2 separate regions of the Cricetulus griseus genome follow, and region 1 is linked to region 2. The links are chromatin contacts, called in public Hi-C maps. All regions are on one chromosome and are shown on one strand. The core of a region is the stretch at or near the end of the contact, and the rest is flanking DNA. Distances in the headings are between cores, read along the strand shown. Region 1 holds the start of Lhx6 (LIM/homeobox protein Lhx6). Region 2 overlaps Dennd1a (DENN domain-containing protein 1A).

The links. Hi-C and Micro-C count contacts between places; a contact is called where the count stands out from the background.
Region 1: a contact with region 2 is called in a Hi-C map of the CHO-K1 cell line, with 2.6 times the contacts expected there. The contact joins the promoter of Lhx6 here to the enhancer-like site in region 2. A contact is called at or near these places in 2 of 8 Hi-C or Micro-C datasets (both in the CHO-K1 cell line).

Annotation. Positions count from the first base shown.
Region 1 is chr6:147,983,523-147,987,524 of CriGri-PICRH-1.0, reverse strand. Lhx6 (LIM/homeobox protein Lhx6) reads left to right here and starts at 2,698. Exons shown (of 10, transcript XM_035447002.1): 1 at 2,698-3,167. The coding sequence starts at 2,700. The region is part of intron 22 of Dennd1a (DENN domain-containing protein 1A); the gene reads left to right.
Region 2 is chr6:147,864,990-147,869,058 of CriGri-PICRH-1.0, reverse strand. It overlaps Dennd1a (DENN domain-containing protein 1A), which reads left to right. Exons shown (of 32, transcript XM_035446997.1): 23 at 2,148-2,498; 24 at 2,500-2,752. Among named protein-coding and RNA genes, the nearest start is that of Ndufa8, 63 kb to the left of the region's middle. Within about 2 kb of position 2,073, at least 6 of the 6 cell types and tissues checked have open chromatin away from gene starts, as enhancers often do. A contact at or near this core is called in the CHO-K1 cell line, where this site is marked.

The DNA of each region.
Region 1 (4,002 bases), core at 1,449-3,948, 120 kb before region 2:
AGATTTCTTGTCTGAAGTGATTTCATTTTTGTCTTTGAAGTTGGATACAGAAATAGGTCTGCTTCTTCCTTGGGTAAGTTACTCAGGAAAGTTTTTGAGTGTTTGAATTATGCCCTGCCTATTCCAGAATGAACCTGAAGTAGTATCCAGTAGAATAAACACTACAAAATATGGTAGGTCCATGCCATGGTGGCCCCTAATATTCAAGGGTTGATTACTGTATGTGACAGACATTCTGAGTCATTGGCATTCAATTCACAAGTTGGGTGGGGCTGTGCTAAGGAGGTGGGCTCTGTTATCATCCCCACCTAAAGGTGAGGAAACCAAAGATGAAGGAGTGAATGAAGTGTACTTGCTAGCCCAAATAATAAGGGGCAGTGTTAAGGCAAGTCCGGAGGCATGCTGCTCTCAGTCTTAGGTACTGCCTGAGTTCAATGCCTCTTATTCTACTTTTAATTTTCCTGAGGATCTAATCAGAATCCAGGTGTGGAACTGCATGGAGACAAGTTTGTATAAAGTGCCAACACTGAGTCTAGATTCCAGTAAACAAGGCCAACCATATCATTGTTATGGAGTTGCTAGGCAGATTGGAGAGTATGTTGCACACAGAACAGACAAATGGTGATTATGTCTATGTCATTGTCATAGTCATTGCCATCATCTGGGAGCATCAACTTCCCACTCCTCCTCATAGCAGTGGCACCATCTGTTTGCTGCCACTGGACCTTTGCTGTCATTTCTCTACCTGGACCACTGTCTTCTGTCTCCCAAACTATGAAAATCTCAACTGCCATTTCATTTCAACTGATCTTGCCAAATCTTCATAGGAAGATTTGGAGGAGCAGCACAACCTTCAAGCCTTGTCTTTTTTGGTTCCTATGCATACCATGTACTGTATATTGCCCTCTGGACTCTCCAGGATATAGGAGAGGAGAGAAGGGGGGAAGGGGAGGCCAGGGGAGGGGGAAGGAGGAAGAAGGGAGAGGAGAGACACAAAGACAGTGCTGTTGTCTTTGTTAATGAGCCAGAAATCATATCCATATTTTTGACAAAACATAGAAAGCATGTGGGGGGGTTGCCGGTGTGTGTGTGTGTGTGTGTGTGTGTGTGTGTGTGTGTGTGTGTGTGTGTGTGCTCACCATAAGTGGCCATAGTCATGGGTATAGCCGAGAAATCAAGGTCATAAGCTCTGTAGATGAATCTGGTTTTGAGTTGTTGGCTTGGGTAGTTATTAAACATGTGGCTCTATGATGGGTTTGAGTCTTTAAACCTCAGTTTAAAATGGTAAAATAGGTACCAGAGAGGATGCTGCCTCACACAGAAAATGAGAGCATGATTGTAAGATGCTTAGCATTTCAATGCATAGCCCAGATTTAAGCATCCAAGAATAGTACTGTGTATGTGTACATATGTGTGCATGTACATACCTCACCTACTTCCAAAGTATAATCTGTTCTCTTTCCTATAAAAGATTGGTTCAGAACCCTTCTTCTCTCTAAATGCCTGTAGGCCTGAGAGCAATAAATTACTGGAATGCAAGGGCTGATACCATTAGCTGGGGCTATTTCTGCCTGAAGGAACAGATACGTGTGTTTCTACGGTTTGGAGGTGGGTTTTTAATACTGTGATGGTGTATAGAAAACAGTGTCAATGTGTGCTTCTGGCTATGCCTATTTGTACAGATGGAGACTGACAGCTGGGAATGCTGGTTTTGTAAAGGTGTATGTTGCTTTCCCATAAGCCTAGTGCCTTGTTCCACCACCTGTAAGAATGCAGTGCATAGTAGGAGATATCAGATAATAGACAAGAGGTTACACACGGTTTGGAGCTCTATGGAAGCCTGAACTCTCCTGAATATGGCTGTGTGTACAAGTCTAAGTGATTGTGGGGGTGCTGTTTACATCTGTAAATGAGGGCAATTATGGAAATTGTGGTCTGTGTGATGGGTGGGTTAGGGACTGGATCTAAATCTGAGTGTGCACATTTTTTAGAAGAGGGTGTAAATTTACACACTTCTTTGGCACGGTTTGTGTGCGGAGGAGACTGTGTCCATTCGTGTTTGTCAGTGTAAGGACCTTTGAGATGGAGGGCTCTGTGTTTGAGGGCTGTGCCTTCTATCTGCTTTTTCCTAACTCTCACTATCGTTAGAGCCCCATGGAAGGTAGAAAGTGGAACTAAGTAAATCTTGAAGGTGGATGTCCCAAACAATTCCTTCCAAAAGAATCAGGGGGAACTACTCTCTCACTGCCACCAGCACACTCTGCTCTGACCCCAATCCTATTCAGCCCTTAGGAGCTCATGCAGGCACCAGTTGTTACAGATACCTTTGCTGGAGTGTGAGAGGTGTGTAGATGTCCGGGACCTGGAGGTAAGCAGGTAACCATTTGCGACCGTATGTGCCGGGCTCAGCACTGCGTCAACAGAGTGTAGCCTCACATGGAATCCAGCTCTGCAGACGGGCTGACCACAGATTCCTCTCGCACTTAGGAACTGGCTGTGTGAGGGCGGTGGGTGCCCTTGAGGGAGGGGCGGTAGTAGGAGCTGTGAGGATGTAAACCCGCCAGTGTCTTTGTATGTTAGCATGTTCTAAGGGTCTCTCTGTAGCGCTGAGTTTCAGTGTGTCTCTGTGTGTATGTCTCTGAGTCTCTGCCTCCTTGTGAGTGTCTCGCTCTTCTTAGCAGGGAGGGGATTGGTCACGCATGACTCATCTTGAACGGAGCGGGGCTCCAGCGGCAGGGCGGTCGTCGCCGCAGCTGGAAGGGGAGGAGGACAACGAAGAGGAGGGAGAGGAGGAGGAGGAAGAGGAGGAGGAAGAGGAGGAGGCGGCGGCAGCCGCAGAGGCAGCTGCAGGGACCTCTCCAAGTTTGTCGGGACCTTCTTCGGAGGAGGCAGTGGCGCCGGCAGCCAGAGAGGCCAGGACTGCGTTCAGGCCGGGGGCGGGGGCTGGGGCAGGGCCCGGGGCTGCGGGGCCCGAGCCTCCGCTCTCCAGCACTCTCAACAGCCTCTGCCCCCAGGGCGCCCCAGGCCCCACTTCGCGCCGCTCTCCGTGCTGCGCGCCGGCTGAGCCCTCCGTTCCCGGGCCCATGTACTGGAAGCATGAGAGCGCCGCCCCGGCGCTGCCCGAGGGCTGCCGTTTGCCGGCGGAGGGCGGCCCCGCCACTGACCAGGTGAGCTAGTTGGCGAGTGGGTAAGCCTCGAGGATCCCGAGGCCAGCGGGAGCCGGGATTCAGCTCGGCCCGGCCGGTTGGCGGGCAGCAGCAGGGAGGAGGGGTGCTGGGTGAGCCCGGGGAGTGTGTGTCTACGAGCGTGAGAGCGCGAGCGGGTGCGGGGGGGGGGGTCGCGGAAAGCGGGAACACATTATGCAAATGTTGGAGGAATTTCTCAAAAAGCGATTTAGCAAAGACATAGGCGAATCAAGAGGAGGCGAGGCCAGTATTGTCCGTCTGAATAGACGCTGATAGCGCCGATGCGCCGGGGGTTGTGCCGGCGCAACGCTGAGAATCCCGACACGGTGCCGGTCCCGGGCGCTCCGGGAGTCTGGAGGGTTCTCTTGCCTCCTCCAGGAGGCCTCTCTTTTCTCTTTTTGGCCTCATTTCACTTGCCGATCTCGCCCTCTTTGGCTCCGGGCTTCCCTTGGACTAGCTCTTCCAAAGGCGTTTGAATCGGTGTCAATATCCCCGCTTCAATTTCGCGGCACGCGTCGGGCGGGAGGGCGGATGCTCCTAGTGCTCTGGGTTTTATTTTTCTCAACCACCACCACTACCACCACCACCCCCATCTCCTTTTTATTTTCTTTCTTTCTCTCTTTTCTCCTTTTTGCATTTTGTACCGAGAGTAGGAGAAGGGAGGGGGTGAAGGGAGAAAAAAATTCGATTTTTAATTACTACCATTAAAAAATCAAATTTGCAATTCTTTGGGCGGCCTGATGGATCTCACTGATTGACAGTTGGAATTGACACTCTGGCTACCTCTTATCTTGGGCATTCACGACAATTTCTAATT
Region 2 (4,069 bases), core at 824-3,323:
TCACTGAAACCCATGTTCCTGGGGTCTGATTCAGTCCCATGCTGGTATCCAAGCTATTAGTCTGGGGGGGGGCAAGAGCTCCCCGATGTTCAGGTCAGATGTTTCTGTGGGTTTTGCCAGCCTGGACTGGACCCCTTTGCTCTTCCCTTGTCCTTCTCTGCATCTGGATTCCAGTTCAGTTTAGTGATTACTTGTGGGTGTTTGCTTCTACTTCCACTAGCTGCTGGATGCAAGCCTTGACAATTTTCAGACATCAGTGAATGAGGATGGTGGCAACTACTGAAGCTAGAGACACGGGGCGGGGGGGGGGCAGGATTTGGGGTGCAGGAGAGAGTGGCTGAGCAGGGAAGGCCTCTTTTGGGTACCACGGACAGCTCCAGGAGACTCCAAAGGCCTCCAGCAAAAACCCACCACTGGCTCTTGACATTGGCTGCCTTCCAATCAGCAGAGGAGCAATTTTAACAATCACACCCACAGGCTCAACAAGTTGTTCTGTATCACAAACTCTGGAAGAGGGGCTTGGGATTCTGCTTCATAAATGAGTGGCCCAAGTTCCTCATAAAGGTACTTGAAGAAAGTGTCCATGGCTGCTACAAAGGAGGCCGGGTGCTCTTGAAGCTATGGGTGGGCTTGGAGGCAACTTATTTACCCACTAAAATTCCTGGACAAGGCAATGGGACTTCTGGGAAATGGGAAAAGGGGCCACCTTTCTCCAGAACCCTTAAAACTAAATGAGGCAGATTTCACCCAAGTGCGGTCATAGCCACTGGTCAGTGTAGGCTGCTCTTACAACTTTCTAACTCCGTTTCCTGGAACCGCAAGTCAACCCAAATGTGGCTCCCTTAGGCCAGAGAGGAGAGCCCTTCTAGATTGGCTTTACAATTTTACGACAACCTTAGTTGGGTATAGTGTCCCACACCTTTAATCTCAGTACTCAGGAGGCAGAGGTAGTCAGATCTCTGTGAGATTGAGACCAGTCTACATAACAAGTTCTGGGACAGCCAGAGCTACATAAAGAGACCATCTCCGTAACAACAACAACAAAATTACAGTCACCATGAAAAATTGAAAACAGGGGCTCAAATGAATCCTTGTACATGAATATAAAGACACCATTAGTCAGGAGTCAAGGTGTTAAAATAACCCTAAAGTCCACAGACAGGTGTACAGAAAATAACTGTGTAGGTACACCCAGTATTTGTAAGCTTTAAGATAGAATGAAATTCTGGCACTTTCAGAAACCAAATTAGACTAACACAAGAGGTACTCAGTAATTAGAAGTAGGGGAAAGTAGAACTGTGGTAGCCAGGGCTGGGGGCAGGGTGGGGAACCCAGGAGTTAGTTCATGGGTATGCTTTCAATATGGAAAGTTCTGGAGATCCGTGGTAGTGATGGTGTGCACAGTAATATGAATGTACCTGGTGTCACTGGACTGTGTATTAAAAATTAAAATCAGGGCTGGAGAGACAGCTCAGAGGTAAAGCATTGACTGCCGTTCCAAAAGACCTGGATTTGATTAGCACCACATGGCAACTCAAAACCACCTCTAACTTGGGTTTCAGGGAATCTGATGCTTTCTTCTGGCCTCCTGGGGCAGCAGGTGCACGCATGGTACACATACATACATGCAGGCAAACACTTATACACATAAAATAATAAATTTAAAAAGTTAAAACGGTAATTGTATGTATTTAAAAAACTGTCGATGTCCCCTACGCATCTGGGCTTCTGTAAGGTTTCTTAATTCCGTAGGAGATACCTGAAAACCGACAGAGGTGGCCTTCCACCTCAGTTTGAGGCTCACGGAAAAGGGATGGACGGACGGATGGATGTGGGCTTGGAGTTATTATCCCAGGGTGTGTAGGGCTAGGGAAACTGAGTCTCATGTTTGCCAAAGATGTCGCTCTTCACAGGCTCCGGGAGCAGGACAGGAGCTCAACACCTTTTATCTTCAACCTCACCATCAGTCATTCCCGGCCAGCGTCCGAAGGTGTTGGGACCTTGGCGGCTCGCTGTCCTCTCCCAAGATGGCCGCCGCCGCCTCTGTGACAGGCCTGGTCACGTGGGCGCGCGCTCTTGTGAGGTCGTGGCGTCCCAAAGGGCGATTGTCCCTTCCCGGGCCCCATCCCGACTATCCCTGTCAACAGGAGCCTGAGCGATCATGGCAACGGGCTCGGGCGGGGAGCGCGTGGCGACGGCGGCGGTGGCGGCGGCGGTTTGGTCGCGGGCCGGGGCGGCGGAGCGGCGGAGGCGGCGGTGGCTGTGGCGCCGGCACCGGCCCTGAGCGCCATGCAGCGCGGCAGCCCGGAGCGGGAGCTGGCGGCCAGCTGGGAGGTGGCGGCGGCGGCGGCGGCGGCGGCCATGGCCAAGTCGCAGGCCGCGGAGGCGGAGGCAGAGGCGGAGGCGGAGGCGAAGGCGGAGGCGGAGGCGCTGCTGAAAGTGGACGCGGGCGCGGCCGGGGAGCCGGAGTGCCCGGCGCGGGAGGAGCAGCCCAAGGCCGCGACCCGGCCCCTGCGCGACCCGCGCGGCCGAGGAAGGCGACGCTCGCGTCGCCCGGCGGCTGCCGCCCGCGCCGTCCCTGATCCCAACGAGGCCGGCGCGGGTCCTGTGCCAGCTCGTGAAGGCCCGGAGTCGCGGCCGCGGCTACCGGCGCGGCTCGAGCTCGCTGCGGCCGGTCACCGTGGACAGCTCCAAGGCCCGCACATCCCTGGAAGCGCTCAAGATCAGCCTTCGGCAGCTCAGGTGGAAGGAGGTGAGGCCCGGCCTGCCGTGGGGGCACAGGGGGGTCGTCCTTCCAGGCCTGGCCCCCGACAGCTGCTTCTGTCTGTAGCTCTAGCCTCCTCGTGGTATGTGTCTGTCTGCTCCGCTATTGACTTTCATTTTCTTCATCTAAGTTCTATTTAAAGTTTCGTAAACTTCAGTGCTTAGAGTTCCACTCTTGGGCCAGGTTTGTATTCGCTCGACAGCGCCTCACTACACCCTGCTGCTTACCTGTGCGACCTTGAGCGAGCTGCTTTGCTTCTTTGCCCGTTAACCTCTAGTAGTGAAGCCAACTGTTAGTTACTATCATGGGGCTTACTGCCTTAGTGATCGCACAAGTCTTCAGTAAGTGACAACCTACTTTTATCATTCTCCCTGCCACCACCACCACCACCACCTCCTCCTCCTCCTCCTCCTCCTCCTCCTCCTCCTCCTCCTCCTCTTCCTCTACCACCACCACCACCACCACCACCGCAGCCACTGTTGTATGATTCAGGGCATATAGCAGGTGTCAGTAAGTGGGGGGGGGGGATGAAAGCTGAGTGAGGAGATGAATCACTCACCCTTGAATTAATTTCTGTCCTTGTAAAGTGTGGGGCAAAGCACCAATGAATCTGAGAGGTTCTGTTGCCATCAGCTGAGTAAATAAAGCCGCTTGACTTTGTTTATGGCATGGAAGATATTCGCCAGCTTTTTGGGAGTGGTGCTCTACAGAGAGCATGAGGTCAGTGCTGAGCCTGTGCTGAGGCTTTGGTAGATGTGGTTTAATGAAGATGGAAACTGGAGAGAGAACCACAGGAAGGTCCACTGTGGTCAGAATGTTGATGTCCCAGTGGAAAACAGGTTGGTTGGAGGAAAACCAAGAAGGGGAGGCTAGCTACTGGAGAGCTCCCTCAGTGTTGACTTTCATACTCTGGAAACTGGGGGAGGATTGGAAAGACTCAGTTCTTCAGTGTCTAGGTTTGTAGATGAAGTCCCATATCCAGCCCAAAGAGAGGAGGGCCAGGAAGGCAAACCTGGACTTGTCAGTGTGCTGTCAGGGGAAAAGTCCAGGCATAGACACTGGCTAAGCACTCAGCCAACCCAGCTCAGGTTTATTCACTTGTTTTGTAAATATCCACTGTGGTGATACCAAGTTCAGTGCTGGGCTGGGGGAACCACACTTTAGATGTGTTAAGATGTGCCCTTGCCTTCAGGCATTCAGAGTTCAGTAGGGAATGAAATGCCATGAATAGTCCCAGCATCCATAGGACCGCCACTGCTGCCACTGCCGCTCCTGCTGCTGAATCCTTTCCCAGCTATTTGCATG